Linked DNA regions of Zea mays: region 2 is linked to region 1. The links are chromatin contacts, called in public Hi-C maps. All regions are on one chromosome and are shown on one strand. Each heading gives the region's core, a stretch centred on a gene start, on an enhancer-like site or on the middle of the called end of the contact. The rest is flanking DNA. Distances are from core to core; before and after follow the strand shown. Region 1 holds the start of LOC100217270. Region 2 has its middle 8.3 kb from the start of LOC100274409.

Region 1 (2,642 bases), core at 90-2,589:
AGTTTTGATAGTTAGTCGATGTTCTGACAGCGCACCAGACAGTAAACAGTGACAGTCCGGTGCCTGGCTAAATATCGAGCCAGCGAACAGCGCGCTCTCGGGTTTCTACGGGGGCAGAGGGTTGCTCTCGGGGCATTCTTGTGCTCACTGTCAGGGGGAGCACCAGACAGTCCGGTGCACAGCGAACAGTCTGATGCCCCTAGGTCAGCAAGTCAAAGTTCTCTTCCTTAGATTTTTCTAAACCGTTTTCGTTTTAACTTGTGAGTGAGTTATCGAGTGACACCTAGCACTAGTTGTGAGTATGAACACCAACACTATATTAGATTTCTCTTGGTCAAACTACTCATCCACAACCACTCTTTATAGTACGGCTAAAATAAAAATAGAAGTCCTAACTTTATACCAAGTGTCAACAACTCCTTCGACACTTAGAATATAAAGTCCTTCATCTTTTGTTTCGCCTTTTTCCGCCGTCGCTTCAAGTTCTCATCCGAGGGATTGTTTTATCGTTGTAGTGCAACTTCATGCAATGTGACCTAACTTGCCATTTGCTCTTCAAAACACACGTTAGTCATATAATATTACGTTGTCATTAATCTCTATCGATATTTTTCACCCATTACGTTGTCACTAGATGCTTTCACCCATTTCGATTTCAGACGATGTCTTCGGACGTTGCGGGCCATGTGTCCAAACGTGGTTAAGTGTGGTCGGGAAATACCCGATCGAGGTTGAGTTCGGCCTTCGCTCCGACACCCAGCCGTGTCATTACTGTCATATATATTGTAGCAATGTCAAAAAAAATCAAAACATTGAGTATGACGTATAGGGCACATATGTCATTAAACTTATTCAGTGTAATGATATATTATCATCACGGGACTTTTTTTTAATGTATGTATTAGATTACCTCTGCCATGCACTATACAAACAGCTACGCCGCAGTCGCAAGCAAACAGGCTCTAAAAGGCTTCAGTCGGAGAAGGATATGAGAGCGGTGAGTACCAAACGGGTATCTTCCCCTTCCAAATGATATAAGCCTACTTGTTTGACCCCAGCCCGCAGGCAGTCATCTGCTATAATAGGCTAATACAACTTGTGTACTCTAGTCTGCTCTCGCCGCGTTGTCCGCATGCTGAACCCGCGATGTTAACACCTCCCTGAACGAGTCCTCTGTTCCTCAACTGAAATTCAGCAATAAAAGGAAAAATCCGCGGTCCCTGTCCCTGTCCAGCACCGCACTCTCGCACTTGTGCTGCAGGCTTCTGAGCTCGGCACCTGCTGCTAGCTGCTGCTATATATAGACGCGTTTTGGGGTCACCAAAACCACCAGCTGATCAACAGCTAGCTTCATTCCTCTGCCTCTCTCTCCCTCCTTCGCCAACTGGCCATCTCTGTTGTCTCTCGCTAGCTAGCTCGCTCGCTCGCTCGCCAGTCACCACACACACACACACACACTGTGTGTCTGTGCCTGACGCCGCCCCCCAGTTTCAAACGAACGACCCAGCCAGAAACGCGCGCGCGCCAAAGCTACGTGAGTGACGTGGCAGCATGGTGAGCATGATCGCCGACGAGAAGCCGCAGCCGCAGCTGCTGTCCAAGAAGGCCGCCTGCAACAGCCACGGCCAGGACTCGTCCTACTTCCTGGGGTGGGAGGAGTATGAGAAAAACCCATACGACCCCGTCGCCAACCCCGGCGGCATCATCCAGATGGGCCTCGCCGAGAACCAGCTGTCCTTCGACCTGCTGGAGGCGTGGCTGGAGGCCAACCCGGACGCGCTCGGCCTCCGCCGGGGAGGCGCCTCTGTATTCCGCGAGCTCGCGCTCTTCCAGGACTACCACGGCATGCCGGCCTTCAAGAATGTGAGTGCCTGCTAGCTTACTCATTCCCAGGCAGGCAGGCAGCCAGCCACGGCATGCCGAACCAGTCTGACCTCTCTCGCGCACATGAATGCGTGATTCCCGCAGGCATTGGCGAGGTTCATGTCGGAGCAACGTGGGTACCGGGTGACCTTCGACCCCAGCAACATCGTGCTCACCGCCGGAGCCACCTCGGCCAACGAGGCCCTCATGTTCTGCCTCGCCGACCACGGAGACGCCTTTCTCATCCCCACGCCATACTACCCAGGGTATGTGTGTGTGTTGCCTTGTACTTACTCGTCGCCGCAAGTACTTGCAGTAGGGAACGTGCAAGTGGCGGCGGGGCGGCGTCTGGGTGTCGCCGCGATGCACGTTACTGCTATTAAAGTAGTAGTAGTACACTAATAGCTAGGCCCACCACAGCACACGATGACATGACGAACGATGGATGGGAACGGCTGCTGACTGGGCCTGCTTGCTCTTGTCTGCAGGTTCGACCGTGACCTCAAGTGGCGCACCGGCGCGGAGATCGTCCCCGTGCACTGCACGAGCGGCAACGGCTTCCGGCTGACGCGCGCCGCGCTGGACGACGCGTACCGGCGCGCGCAGAAGCTGCGGCTGCGCGTCAAGGGCGTGCTCATCACCAACCCTTCCAACCCGCTGGGCACCACGTCGCCGCGCGCCGACCTGGAGATGCTGGTGGACTTCGTGGCCGCCAAGGGCATCCACCTGGTGAGCGACGAGATATACTCGGGCACGGTCTTCGCGGACCCGGGCTTCGT
Region 2 (2,642 bases), core at 101-2,600, 140 kb before region 1:
ACATAAACCCCGAGTAAAGTGGTTCGATGAGAACACACAATGTTTTTTCACACCAACGTTGTGAAAAAATTCTCAGAATTACCTTTCGATGTACTCGCAACTTCGTGTTGCTAATGTACTAGCCATTTATCTCAAGGTTCGCTTCATGTCGTTCAGCGACAAATAGGAATGTGCCAACATCTGGTTGAGCAATGTATGACTGAGATTCTAGCATTTATTCATCTGACAAGGTCTTATTGCTTACTAATAAAATCTCAATTTGTGATGTCTTCTATGCCAAAAAGGCTTTCATGCATTATATTATATATCTTCGGGTTACTTCGGGTAAAACTTTATGTATGAGGAGAGAGCAGAGATTATTTATTTGTGTTTCATAGGTATTTCATTAACTTCCCAGATCTTACAAGCACCATAGAGCTTGTCAAAGTTGTTATGGCCACTTGGCGATATATATAAATATATTAAGCCACACAACACATGTCAAACAAAATATAGAGCTAAACGAAATTATTTACGAAGGTTGCACTATGCTGTGACTTCAGGGGCTTGGATAACCCACCACATTCCGCGAGTACAAGCTCCAGCGTATCTGGCGGCAACACGGTTGCGGCCATCAGGGCTACGACAATATAGCAAGCCTTCGTAATAAGCGCAACAGGCACAGTTATGGCTCGGTAATTGGGGTACACGATAAATCCACGCAACGTGCGCAACAGGCGCAATTTTGGCTTGCGTCAGACAGACAGTGCCTACAAGGCATGCAAAAAATACGCGACTCAGCGATGACGGTCTAACTCACCGGGAGCGATCCGATTAATGGAGAGCGCGACATAGCAATCACATGACGCAGCCAAGTTCGAACGTCACAAATATTGCGTCGTGTTGCCAGGGCGCAGTCAATATTCAACTAATGTCATAACTCAGCCGATTACCAACGCAGCCTGATCGGCGTGTCTGAGTACCCATTATACAATTTAATCACTCGACGTGACTCCAAAAGCTCAACACATCATAAATATTTAGAGCGTATAAAAATGCTCAACATAGTCTTCACATGCATTTTTCCACTAATTATTTACTGCAAGAAATAATTGATTATGGATGAAACTGCAATATAAAACAAGTTTTTATTCTATTTTTATTTGCAACATAGAATAAATAGAGTTAATAGCATATGTTTCATTTTTTGATTTTTTTTTCAGCCGCACGTCATGCCTGGTCAAAGAAATGGAAATGGGGCCGCATTGTTTATCTAGCCGGATGACCCGCTCGTGACTTGCATGCAGTGCAGTCGTGCATGTATGTGCCACACGCACCATCAAGATAGAATGCATGCAAGCATGCAAGTCACTGGGCCCCACACATGATATTGGACCAATTAGTGGAGTTCATGTGGCCTTGCTCGGCCAGAAACTGCCCACACGATCCGTTCTTTTCTCCCCACGCGGACTAGTCTTTGCATGACGGCCAGAGCCGCTTCAGGCGCAAGGATCGGCTGCATGCGTGAGGATGCAGGCAAGAGACGCGGGGTCACATCGAGCTCATATGCTCCGGGCTCTCTATCAGGTCGTACGCGCGGCGCGGCCAGCAGAGTCGTCACCACTGTTCTGTTTTTTTAAGACGAATAGTAGATCTATATATTTCATACCATGTTTCTTGATTCTGCGAATGGAAACGAAGCCTGTCGCGTAGGACAGTTCGGCAAGGCCAGAGACCTGCCGGCGTGACGAAGAGTTGACGCAGATCAGATCTCGCAGCAACGTCGAGGTAGAGCGCGCTGATAACGTGTTGAGAACTACGTTACCACGGATCGCTAGATCCGCTCCCTTCCCTCCCGTCAGCAGTAGAGGCGCGAGAAACTGTAGATAACCCGTCTCCCTTCCCATAAGCACGACAGAGGAAACACACGAGACACATGATATATGGTTGGGCATCTGGCCTCTTTCTGTTCTTCATTCCATATGAGGGGTACATGTTCTATATATAGAGACGCGATAGCCCTCAGGGCTATATTCGGTATTTGCCCACATAACCCTTCATTAGGGTTTCTCAACAACGGGGACCCAGGAGATATTCATCCCCCACATCCCAACCTCATTCATCCTCATTTTCTTGATGAACAATGAGACACATATTTTGAAGAATATGTTTGAGTTACGAGGGATAATGAATTTGACATATGTCATTGTCACGGGAGCGAATGCTTAATATCAATCACAATTGCGGGACATTGAATATCATGTTGTATGCCCTGAAGGTGTCAGCTTGATGATCAATATGTCAACCTTTATGAAAGTTTCTATTAGATATATGTAGATCCAGTCGATTAAACATCGTTAGTCAAAGTGACTTTTTATGTTGATATGTGCACTTGGCTTGTGTATTCTAGAAGTGAGTTGGGGTGAAGTTTCTGAAATAATCCTTGCAACAATATGTGATTCGTTTGCTAAATCTCTGTGTGCATATACTTATAGAAAAGGTGTTTTTCCACATTGAGACGATTTTGCAAGGATCAAAGGGAGCACATTTCTAGTGCTAGCCCTTGTAGAAGATTCAATGGAATCCAGATCTAGATGATCGAAATCTGTCCCGATGATAACTGTTGTACTCTTTTCCCCTAGGTGGCTTTTCTGAAGTTCCCC

Evidence for each region. Hi-C and Micro-C count contacts between places; a contact is called where the count stands out from the background.
Region 2: a contact with region 1 is called in a Hi-C map of leaf, with 6 times the contacts expected there. The contact joins the enhancer-like site here to the promoter of LOC100217270 in region 1. A contact is called at or near these places in 13 of 25 Hi-C or Micro-C datasets (bundle sheath, ear, endosperm and 4 more) and 1 of 3 datasets of contacts at active chromatin or transcription factors (seedling).

What each region holds. Positions count from the first base shown.
Region 1 is chr1:278,288,578-278,291,219 of Zm-B73-REFERENCE-NAM-5.0, reverse strand. It overlaps LOC100217270, which reads left to right and starts at 1,339. Exons shown (of 3, transcript NM_001143622.2): 1 at 1,339-1,863; 2 at 1,969-2,129; 3 at 2,352-2,642. The coding sequence starts at 1,552.
Region 2 is chr1:278,427,244-278,429,885 of Zm-B73-REFERENCE-NAM-5.0, reverse strand. No RefSeq gene overlaps it. Among protein-coding and RNA genes, the nearest start is that of LOC100274409, 8.3 kb to the left of the region's middle. Within about 2 kb of position 1,350, at least 18 of the 20 cell types and tissues checked have an H3K27ac peak or open chromatin away from gene starts, as enhancers often do. A contact at or near this core is called in bundle sheath, ear, endosperm and 3 more, where this site is marked.